Regions from separate parts of the Gasterosteus aculeatus genome. Here region 2 is linked to region 1. The links are chromatin contacts, called in public Hi-C maps. All regions are on one chromosome and are shown on one strand. Each heading gives the region's core, a stretch centred on a gene start, on an enhancer-like site or on the middle of the called end of the contact. The rest is flanking DNA. Distances are from core to core; before and after follow the strand shown. Region 1 holds the start of rxfp3.3a1 (relaxin family peptide receptor 3.3a1). Region 2 overlaps uacab (uveal autoantigen with coiled-coil domains and ankyrin repeats b).

Region 1 (5,845 bases), core at 1,081-3,580:
CTGGTTTAAAAAGTAAAAAAAGATGCAAAGAAAGCCACAAGGTCGTCGGGGGGGGGGGCGATGGGAAAGCGTCAAAGCGAGGCAGAGCCCCTCGATCCAGCTCATGAATGTATTGTGGTATTTTGAGAGTGGACACACATCAGCTTCAAACATTCCCGTCTTTTAAGTTTGTCCTCAATTGTCCACTTCCAGACATCTGAGGCACGGAGTTCACTTCTCACAAGCCGAACTGTGTGTGTGTGTGTGTGTGTGTGTGTGTGTGTGTCCCCATGAAATAATCCCCTCTGACAGCTTGAGCGGACACCCCGTCGTGCCCTTCAACCAACTGGGAGCGTCGCCCAACGCGGCCCTCTTCTCTACCGACACCTTTCATTTCCCTCCCTGCTCTTCTCCTGCGGTGGAACCTGCGGCTCTCACACTGAACCAGTCCCGCGTCGTGCAGTATTTTATTTATTTTGTGTTCTTATTTCTACATATGATATTTTTGAAACATGGCTTGATTTCCACGGGTGAGCGCGTCAGTCACTGTCACTTGGGAGCTGTTGTTTTTAAATTGTCTTTATTTAAAATGTATTTTATTTTTGTTTGTCAGAAGCTGTTTTTGTTTTTAAAGGTACGGATTAGTTATTTGTCGTAGAAAGACCCCTGTGTGTTCTCTCAGTAGCTCACATGAGTAAATATGGTAAGAATAACGAGGACACAAAGCACATGTTCATTTCATCATGAATGATTTCCAGATGTTTTATTAATTCCTGTTGCTGACCAGGTCACCGGGGGCGTATGTGATTAGTTAACGCTTAATAGATTCTATTAATGAACTCAAAGTTACTTCACTTATTCATTTATCTGAATAATCTCTGGTATTGTTGTCAGGTCATTGAGGTCAGTTGCTTCCCCACTTAAATATCTCCATTAAAGGGACACTTATGTACAGACCTCCTCGTTCCCAGAGGATGAAACACAACTTACTGTGCAGATCCTGACATCGTTTCACATACTGTACTGAGCTGTACTGATTGGCACACGTCAACATGCTGCTGAACATTGTACCTGGTGAACATCTGCACGTTAGCATCGATCATCCTATTCCGACATGACGTAACTTTTAAGCTCATCACCTGAATGTCCGTCATGCGTGAACTCATCCCATAATTCACCACACACCCTGGTTTGTTTCACGCATCAAATCACGGTGAGCCTGTGTGTTTGTACCTTCGTATTATGAAGAGTTACCCAGACGTTCTACACTGAAGATGAATCGCCAGTGTGTGAAGGCGTGACAATGAATGCATGAATCTGACCACGACTTCATTTATCTCAAACTTCCACACGCTGGGCTCTGCATGGGCTTACCGACTGGACTCAAAGCTCCATCCTGTGGTGCACACTCGCCAGATGTCTGAGGGAGGAACTGTCATTATTATGCTGGGGGGGGGGGTGTTAATTTTTTGGTGAAGTAACAGATTGCATGCAGGGATGGACAAGCGAGATGCTGCTGCCTGGAGTCCCACATGTGTGCGCAGTACCTGCAGAGCGTTTTTTTTGGGCAGCAGCTTACGTGTTTGTCACGACGTCTCGCCGTGGTCAAAAGGGAAAACGTCCAGCGTGTGTGTTTTGTGTCCGTATGAAAACCCGAGAGTTGGGATCCAAACGTGGGTGCCTGATGTCCGTTTGTATGCTTTTTGTGTGTCAATTCAGAGCAAGAGAATAAATTAATTTATATATTTTTTAGAAAATAACAGCTGTACTATTATTAAAAAAAAAGGACTGTGGCCAATAAACAAGAGCAAGGATCTACAAGTCGGGCTTAAGTTGATATCTGCACTCACTGCCTTAAAACATTCACAGGTTCTGTTTCACGGGTCCAATCCCAGAAAAATCATAAAAAGGCTTTTGGAGGAGTCAACGAGAGGACGTGTACAGGAGACCCTTGTCAGTTTGTACAAATATACCAAGTGTAAAAAAAAGAAAATATTTATTACCTGCATTGAAGAAATTGTTTACTTATTGAATGTTACTTGTTTATGTAGAGACGTTTAGATGTAATAAAATGCATTATGTTATTTCTTTGTCTTTTCCATTATTTTCAAAGGATTGGGATTTATCCCTTCTGGAGGAAAAGGTTACTGTCAAATTACATTTTTAAACCTCCCGTCTGTTACACTTGGCAGTGAACGCTGGGTGGCGTCAGAGTGACGTTTTCACACAGCGGGACCTGCGCTGCGAGGCCGAAGAACAAATTACGCACGCGTTGTCAACTCCATCCGACGCTTTCCCGTCTGTGGCAAGACCTTTATATAACACAAACGTATTCAATCATTCATGAAGAGGTTTAACTTTTGATTGAAAGTGAAGGAAGGAAGCCGATGAGTGCACTACGTTACGCGCCATCGCGTCAAACCAAATGCCAACCAGAGTGGACGCACCGTCAGATCTGGCAGCAGTGATGTCGGGTGATGGTGCATCTTATAAAAGACACGAGGGGCCAAACCGGCACAGGAAGGTGGGGGTGTTCGTGTCACTCCAACATCCAGCTCTACTTGGACAGAAATGTTTGATCCATCCGAAGTATAGGCAGCGTGGAGAGTCCCCGAGCCGCTGACATCATGGATGAGGAGAATGGGAGCGTCTGTTGGAACAGTTCACTGGTCGAGGTCGACTGTTTCGGCAGCCTGGAGGACATCGACGTGACAGCCGACGGCAGCCCGATTCTGAGGCTCCTCATCTGCAGTGTTTATTCGGTCGTGTGCGCCGCGGGTCTGGTGGGCAACGTGCTGGTCCTCTTCTTCATCAGGGTCAAACAGGAGAGGAAGACGTCCACGGTGAACTTCTTCGTGCTCAACTTGGCCGTGACGGACCTGCAGTTCGTGCTCACTCTGCCCTTCTGGGCCGTGGACACCGTGCTGGACTTCAGCTGGCCGTTTGGAGACGCCATGTGCAGAATCATCCTGTCGGTCACCGTGATGAACATGTACGCCAGCGTGTTTTTTCTCACCGCCATGAGCGTGACCCGCTACTGGTCGGTCTCCTCGGCCCTGAAAAACCGAACCGCGCAGAGGTCCTGTTCCGCCAGGTGGACGTGCGCAATCATTTGGACACTGGCGACTTTGGCGACTGCGCCGACGTCAATTTTCTCAACTCTCAGTAACGTAACTGGGGAAAATCTCTGTTTGCTGAGGTTCCCCGGTGGGCAGTACTGGTTGGCCGTTTATCACATACAGAAAATACTCGTGGGTTTTGTCTTGCCGATGACCATCGTGTCCGTCAGCTACATCCTGCTGCTGCGTTTCATCAACAGCCGGAGTATGAAAACCAGCAACACCAAACGCAGATCCAAAGTGACCAGATCCGTCACCATCCTCGTGTTGTCCTTCTTCCTGTGCTGGATGCCGAACCACGCCATCACCCTGTGGAGTGTACTGGTCAAACTGAACGTCGCACACTGGGACAGAGCGTATTACATTGTCCACACCTACGTGTTCCCTCTGACCGTCTGTCTGGCTCACACCAACAGCTGCCTGAACCCCATCATTTACTGCCTGATGAGGAAGGAGTTCAGGAATAAACTGAGGGGTCTGATGCACAGAGGGTGATGTTTTATGGAGCTTTGTGATGTGTTTAACCAAGAGTGACCAAGACGCACCGGGTGCGCACGGTGAGCGAGGCACGGAGGGAGGAGGAGGAGGTTTTCAGAGAGTACAATGAGAAGAAGCAACATTACGTATGCCAGGATACTTCATTCTGATTATAGAATAATGTAATTTCAGTGTGCGCTTCTTGTTTTTAAAGCCCTGCTACTGTAGCTTCCTTTGATGTGCATATATATACACCTTCTTCGCTGGTTCTTGGGCTTTACGCATAGCGCATTTATGGCCGTGGCAGTGCCGGATAAATTTACACTACAAGTGGCGTGTTTCTAGTGAGTCCTTTGACGTGTGTGCGCATTTGAGAATGGTGATTAATTACCAATAGCTTGCATTGTAAGCTGAACAGGTGTAGCCGCGCTTTTCTACATCCATCTGTGACTGTCTTATATGAAAACATGTGACCCACCAAAGCACCATCACGCATACTCACGACTCCCCAGAGAGCCTCCTGAGGCTCAGACAAAAAGCTCCTCTGGGATGAGTTTAGCGCAATCGCAATTTCTTCTTCTTAGCTTTTCTTCAAGGGATTTGAACTTGCATTCTTCCTACTGACCAGCAGGGGGCGGTTCCTCTTGCGCAGATTTTACTGAGAAAATAAATCAATGAGGAAAATCATGCTAATTCTCTACAATGGCAGCTGGTTTTTCAGCAAAGATCCCAAGTTGATTTAATGCAAAACAATTCAGTAGGCAATTCAGTATAGTATAAAAATTCAGTATAGTATAAAATATACATAGAATAATAACCGGTGCAATATAATATGTCTTGTCCATATGTCCGTCGTCTCGTCTGCTTGAAGGTGATGAAGTCCGTCCTTCACTTCCTTCACTTCCTTCAAAATGGCATCCTCCTTGACCACAGCGTGCAAACTTGGGGCAAAACCAATGTTCCAATGAGTCCATTTAAGGACGCTGATTGGCTAAATTGTATGTAGATGTCATATTTTACAAATATTCATATGTTCCATAGTTCGAAAATTGACGTTTGTTATAATTTAATATATTTTTGTTTCTTTTCTTATTTTTGGGGCTCAAGGAGAGGCGCTCCATTGCCCTCCATTGGCCAGCGGTCTCTGCTTCTCGCTATTAACATGAATAGGAGTTCATTTCTCAATTGCATTTTCTCAAGCCTTCTCGAATTCAGCGTGTAGTTGATTTCGTAAAGGGTCCCACTTAAATGTTAAATGAAAGCTTGTCACCAGTGGCGTCTCTACCACAGGGCGCTCCAGATACTGAATGCTTGCTGCCATTGACTTCAACAAACAAATCCCAAGATGGCAATGATTAAACCGGAGTCTCCATAACCGCCGCCCACCAACCAATGCGTCGTGTAACGGCCGCTGTCTCCCCCGTTGGTCTGTGGACTCACGTTTTGAAGCCTGAATTTGGGATTTTCTGAAATTGCCATCTTGGTGTTTGCAACCAACGCGAGGGTTGAGTACAACGGAACGCTGAATAACCAAACGGGTCATTGTAATAAGTTATTAGCTCAACAACAGAATGTTTAAAAAATGATTTCTGTAAAATAACGTGTGATAATAAAAATGTACCCAAGTGAACTCACGCGGCTTAGTTTCCCTCTCTAATAACAAGTGGAGTCCATTGCATGGTTTTAACTTGTAAGTCTAATCACAAAGTTTCTCCCTGAACTGCAGATTGAAGTTTGTGGAGGAGATACTCAGCCATCATCATCATCATCATCATCATCACACACACACACACAGCGTGCAGCACAAACAGACTCTGATTGGCTTCCTGCTCAACATCAGGAGCTCTTCACTATCACTCATCACTCGACACACTGAGCGGATCGGTGAGACGCACAGACACAACACATTTTCATAACAGAGAGCTCGCCTCACAGGACGGGCCCCGGCTGCCGAATACAATTGAACCAAATGTCGGCACTACGTTGATTGATAAGTGAGCCACTTATAGTAGGAAGAACCATTCAGAGGGACGTTCAGTTTTCCATTTTTTCGTAATTATTGGACAAGTTGCTGCTGATGCTGTTCATATTTTATAACTCGTTAAAACAAACACAGTGCATGAATCGGTATGTTTCTCGAGATAAAGATATAAAAAGAAGAAATTTGAAGGAAAATTGGTTTGTTTACTTATATGAGAGTAAGGGGGAAATGATCCAATACTGGTGTATGAGCTGAACAACGTTCGTCTCACGTGTCTCAGCAGGATGCA
Region 2 (5,845 bases), core at 1,754-4,253, 46 kb after region 1:
ACTCGGTTCCAAAGAGGAAGGGGCTCGAGGCCAGGAGACCGTCAAGGTTCAGCTCAGGAGCACTATGGTCAGTGACTTTACGCTTTATTACATTTTCACTTGGAGCCTTTCATCTGACTTGTGATCAGACTTAAGACAAGTGTTGGTTCAGCCACCAAGTAGACAAATGATTTGGACACAAAGGACGGGTTTGAACTTTGATGTGTATGCTAAATGCAAACGATATCATTGCTGATAAAACAATGCTGCCGTTGTCTTAATGAAAGCCAAAACATGACCAAGATGCTTCCTGGTTAAGGCAGTATATCATGTCATGTTTCTATTGTCGCTGCAATGATGCAGTGGTCATGTGTTGGGTGCTGCTGATTTAACCTTAATGTCACATCCTCCAAAAGGTTATGATGAACAGTGTTGTTTCCCGTGCTGGAAATAGAAATGTATTCCAAGTCCCGTTTAGTAATTACTATTTGTTGTTCTGTGTATTCCAGGGGGATTACTCTGGACAGTCCGTTATCAAAGGCAAGCGTCATCTCTCGAGATTATGGAATCAAACGATTCTTAATGATGTCAACAGTCACTAATTCGGAGCTTCACGTTGTTGCACTTTGTTTTTCTTGCAGGTAAAGAAAACAATCTGGTCAAACAAGCTCACAGCCTGGACTCTGATCAGGTACATTTATATCTTATTCGTCTGAAGTACGGGGTTGGTAGTTTGCATTTGAGCAGTTTGAGGTAACAAAGGTGGCCTGAGTAGGACCTGTATACAAATCAAACCCTTTGTCCAGTATTCAGATCTTGTCTTTTTTTTCTTGCAAATGAGAGATTTTATTTCAAAGAAAATAAAATGTAGGAACCGTATTTGCGAATGAAGCACTAAGCAATTAAAACGTTCCATATTCTCAAATAAAGTACATATGAAAATGAATGTCAATTCAAATAAAATACAATTTCCCCACATTCTGCAGGTGCTCCAGAATCTTGCCTTGTCGCACTCGTTGTCCAGACCTTCAGAGAAGAACCATCCCTCTGTGGGCTGGCACATCTCCGCGGAGCTGGATGCCCTCCAACGAGAACTCGAGGCGGTCAAGAGAAGACAACAGGCGGCGGACGAGGAGACGGCGCAGCTTCAGTCGGCCCTGAACCGCAAGACCCGAGAGTGCCAGGAGCTGGTCCTCAGCCGAGACACCATCCAGAAACAGGCCGACCAGCAGATTCAAGGTCTGGAGGACGCCTTGGGGGACGTCCAGAAGAGGATGCTGGATTCCGAGTGTAAGGTGAAACAGCTGCAGGCCCACGTGGTCGCCGTTAAGGAACACCTCGGGGGCCAGGCGACGGAGGAGCTGCGCGCTCAGCTCCAGGACGTCAAGGCCAAGTACGAAGGAGCGTCGGCCGAAGTGTGCCGCGTTCGCAACCGCCTCAAACAGAGCGAGAAGGCCCTGGAGGAGTACAAGAGCAGCGAGAACCAGCTGGCCACGGAGGCCGAGAAGCTGAACCAGGAGCTGGCGGCCGTGACCGCCGACCGAGACGACCTAGCGATTGTTGTCGTAGAAATGGAAGCCCACCTGAAGGAGACCCAGAGCAAATGCGGCAACACGGTGCCGGCTGAGAAGTTCGACAACATGAAAAACCTGCTGAGCAACGCGGTCGACGAGAAGGAGCGGCAGATCGCCGAGCTGAGGGAAGACTACGACCGCGTGCTGGAGGAGGTGGCCGAGCTCAACCGCAAGCTGGACGGCCCGTCCTCCCGCGGCGCGGCGGGCGCCGTGCAGGCGGCGCTCGAGCAGCAGAACGCTTCTCTGAAAAGGAGGCTGTCGGACGTGACGGCCAAAAGCCAGGCGCTGATTCAGGAAGTGGAGGAGAGCGAGGAGGAGAGAGAGATGCTGCGAGAGCAGCTGGACGAACTCAACAGCAGGATCCAGATGGACTACGTTCCCGTGAACGCGCACGACGAAGCCCGGAGGAACATGGCGTCGGCGTTGGAGGAGCTGGAGGACAAGCTGGTGGAAGCTGGCGAACGTTGCGGAAAAGCGGAGGCGCAGGTCCAGCAGCTTCAGTCGGAGAGGCCGGCGCTGCAGGCGAACATCGGCAGCCTCCGAAGCGCCAGCGAGAGGCACCTCGGCGAGGTGGACGCTCTGAGGTCTCAGAACGCCGACCTGACGAAGAAGCTAGAACTTTTGCAGAGGAAATGCGAGGACGGGGATAGGGAGTGTGCGCGGCTGACCACGCAGAGCCAGACTCTGCAGCGGAGCTTGGAAGGAGAGTACGTTCCCAGACGGCAGCACGAGCAAGTGAAGATGGAGTTAGAGAGCGCCGAGGCCGAGAGGTTGAAGTTGGAGACCAAGGGTGAAGAAAGTGGGGAAGAACTCAAGAATGTGAAAGAAAGACACGAAAAGTTAAAGGAGAAGTTTGAGAAAGTCCAGTTGGAGATGAGACGAGACTATGTGAGCGTGGAGGAGCACAAAGCTGTCACAGACAAGTTGAACGCCGCCGTGGTGGAGGCGGAGAAACTGGCGAGCGACGCGTCGGCAAGTTACGCAGCGGCTCAGCAGGAAACGGCCAAGCTTACTCAAGAACTGGAAGCTCAGAGGAAAGAGCTTGACACCATTCAGGAGGCGATTCAGTCCAGGTTTATTCCACTGACAACAGCCGAGGAGAAAGAACACTCCCACAGCGCTCAGGTGAAGGACCTGAGCGTCCAGCTGCAGGAGATGGAAGAGAAGTATAACAGAGAAACGTCTGCGAGGGAGGAGTTGGAACAGGAGAAGGAGAAACTCGAGGTCCACGTCGAATCTCTCCAACAGAGGCTGGACGCCGCTGTGGCTACCAGTGAAAAGCACCGCAACGTGGGGGAGGAGCTCAAGGATAAGCTGGAGGCATTAACTCAGAAGTTGGTGAATCTGGAGCGGCAGCACGGCGAGGCCGCGCTTCAGAAGGAAGAGCTTCGAGAGCAGAAAGCCCTCGGCGACGCTCAGATCCAGAACCTCCAGGAGCGTCTGAAATCGGAGTTGACCCGAATTGCGACGTACGACACCGAGCTGAAGGCGCTGCACGACGCCGCGCGGCAAGCCCAGGCCGATTGCCAGAAGGCGAGGGAGGCTCAGCAGGAGGAGGCCCAGAGGGCGAGCGTCTTGCAGAGAGATGTGCAGGAGCGCCGCGGGGATCAGGCCGCTCTGCTGCGGCAGCACGCCGAGGCCCAGGAGGCCCTGGAGGCCGAGGTCGCTAAGCTCCGCCTGGCTCTCCGCGAAGAGGAGGAGAACGGCGCCCAGAGGGCCGAGGACGTGTCCGCGCTGCAATCAGAGCTCCTTCAGGCCACGCAGACTCTCGAGGAAATCAACTACAAAGAAGACCAAATGAACCAGCTGAAGACGGAGAAGCTGCGGCTGGAGGAGGAGGCCGCCAACCTGAGCAGCAGGCTCCTGAGCGCCACGGACGAGAGCGAAGAGGCCCGCCGGGAGGCGGCGAGGGCGCGGGAGGGGGAGAGCAGAGCGCGGACGGAGATGGAGGCGGTCCAAGAGAAGAGCCGCGCCATCGAGAGGGAAATTGGGGAGCTGAAGGAGAGATACGACGAGTCGCTCGCCACCATCCGTGATCTCCAGAGGGGGATTCAGAAGTCCGCTCAGCAGACTGAGGCCAAAGACAAAAAGGTGACAAGAAATGAGAATTTCTTTTTTTATTCATTTGACTTTATTTGCTGCTGCAGGCAGTGTGTGTTTGTGTGTGTTTGCCTTTTAGCTAAATTTCATTTAGTGTGTCTGGGGGGGGGGACGGGACATCTGCAATATATAAGACCTGTTTCTAGAGATGACATTCTTCAGGTCTGTTATAAGGTCTGTTAATAAACGTGTGTTTTGTGTGTCTCTCAGATCACGGAGTTGCTGACAGATGTTGAGCGGTTGAAGCAGGCACTAAACGGTCTGTCCCAGCTGGCGTACACAAGCAACGCGCCCAACAAGAGACAGACGCAGCACATCGACACACTCCACGGCCAGATCAAGAGCCTTCAGCAGCAGCTGGCTGTGAGTGGACACACGGAGAATGGCATTCACGTCTGCCGTTTCTGCTTTATTTAGTGTTTTTGTTCACGACTTCATTTAAATACCATTTGCACTGTTAGTTCTGCAATCCATGCGTTATGTGGTTGGGTATTTTTGTTAATAATAGGGCTTCAGAATTCATTCATTCAACCCTTATTTAACCAAGAAATGATTTGATGGGTCGACGTGGCGCAGGAGTAGAGAGGGTGCGCCGGGAACAGCAGGGTTGGTGGTTCGAGCCCCAGCTGCTCCCTGTCCCATGTTGAAGTGTCCCTGAGCAAGACACCTAACCCCTAATTGCTCCCTGGGCAAAAAAGCCATGGGTTAAAAATGCAATGTAAGTCGCTTTGGATAAACGCGTCAGCTAAATGACATGTAATGTAATGATGGAGAGACCTAATTCACAATATAGTGCAGTAAAACAAGAGGAACAAAGTAACACAAATGAGAAATTTTATAACAAATAATAATAATATTTAAGGCAAATTAATCAATCAAAACCAGAATAACAGCGAGTGAAACAGTATTGAATTAACGGTTAAAGTGAGGTGACCTTTGGATTGTTCTGCATGTGATCATGGTGATTCAAGCATGTTTACCTCCTTTACCTGATCAATAGAGATTAAAAATAAGTTAGCGTCTCCATTGCTGTATTCAAACCCAGCCAATAAACGTCATGACAAAAAAATACTATACTGTAGAAAGAAATGCGTGCTGTCCTCATCGTAACATTCAGGTGGACATAAGTACAAGATGTAATAACGACTGTGCTTTTCTCCTCTGTTCCACAAGGATGCTGAGAGGCAACACAGAGACGTGGTTTCCATCTATCGGACTCATCTTCTCAGTGCAGCACAGGTACGTTTCACTCTCTACCGTCTAGCGAGGAGGACGGTCTAGTTCGTTTGTTCACACATGTTAGTTTGTATGACACACTGGCAGAGCACATTAAATGTACGACCTGGAGAAGACCAATGAAAGGCGTTATGGGATCTATCGAGTCATGACTTCACTTTGGTACAAGCAGAGATTTCCCCTTGCATGTTTTACACTACGGCAAAATGCGCCACAGTCAGCCGTTGGTTTGGTAACGACTAGTGCATGAAAACAAGAACGCCTGAATGATGCAAACACATCAAGGTGCGAGTGCAGAATTATAGTTGGGAACAAAGCTTTGAGACGCTGTGGGTGGATGAACTACAGCTCATTACTGACTGTGTCTCCCTCGCAGGGCCACATGGACGAGGACGTGCAGGCGGCTCTGCTGCAGATCATCCGCATGAGACAAGAGTTTGTGTGTTGAAAGCTTCCTGCGACAAAACAAAATGCTGCCTGCTGACCCAGATTCACCGTTTTCACACCTCCCACTGCTGAGTTCACCTGCTGTGGCCCCTGTGGGTGCCCTGTGCGCGTGTGTGTTTGTGTGCGTGTGTGTGTCTGTATGTGTCATTGGGCAAAATTTCCGAAACAGGCTTTTTTTGTAGTAGTAGTGTGGCTGCACTTTAGCTCCCACATATCAATGTTGTGGGTAAAAGTGAAGAACCGTCGATTAAGATACAGACGATTTCAATTTGCATAGATTTCACTTTACTTAAAGTTTATTGTCAGTTTTGTACCTGTGAAATAGGGGTGTCTTTTCACAGTCAACTCCACCAGTTGCCAAGTGTTTCTCTTTTTTTGTTTTTAAGTAGGCAGAAGGGAAATCTAATTCTAAGAATCACCGATCCTGCTTTTAATGTCAAAGGTCGGAATCAAAAGTGAATTCCGATTTACTTTTTGATCTACAATTGAAATCGTGACGCCCTGACTGT

What was found. A called contact is a pair of places that touch in the nucleus more often than the background predicts.
Region 2: a contact with region 1 is called in a Hi-C map of skeletal muscle, with 3 times the contacts expected there. The contact joins the enhancer-like site here to the promoter of rxfp3.3a1 in region 1. A contact is called at or near these places in 2 of 6 Hi-C or Micro-C datasets (both in skeletal muscle).

What each region holds. Positions count from the first base shown.
Region 1 is chr12:20,338,898-20,344,742 of fGasAcu3.hap1.1, forward strand. It overlaps rxfp3.3a1 (relaxin family peptide receptor 3.3a1), which reads left to right and starts at 2,331. Exons shown (of 1, transcript XM_040168763.2): 1 at 2,331-5,202. The coding sequence starts at 2,607. The coding sequence ends at 3,593. LOC120812541 (E3 SUMO-protein ligase PIAS1) reads left to right here. Exons shown (of 13, transcript XM_040168655.2): 13 at 1-2,063.
Region 2 is chr12:20,383,823-20,389,667 of fGasAcu3.hap1.1, forward strand. uacab (uveal autoantigen with coiled-coil domains and ankyrin repeats b) reads left to right here. Exons shown (of 19, transcript XM_078085637.1): 13 at 1-67; 14 at 489-525; 15 at 627-670; 16 at 966-3,644; 17 at 3,864-4,016; 18 at 4,827-4,892; 19 at 5,266-5,845. The coding sequence ends at 5,337. Among protein-coding and RNA genes, the nearest start is that of uacab, 27 kb to the left of the region's middle. Within about 2 kb of position 3,004, at least 1 of the 9 cell types and tissues checked has open chromatin away from gene starts, as enhancers often do.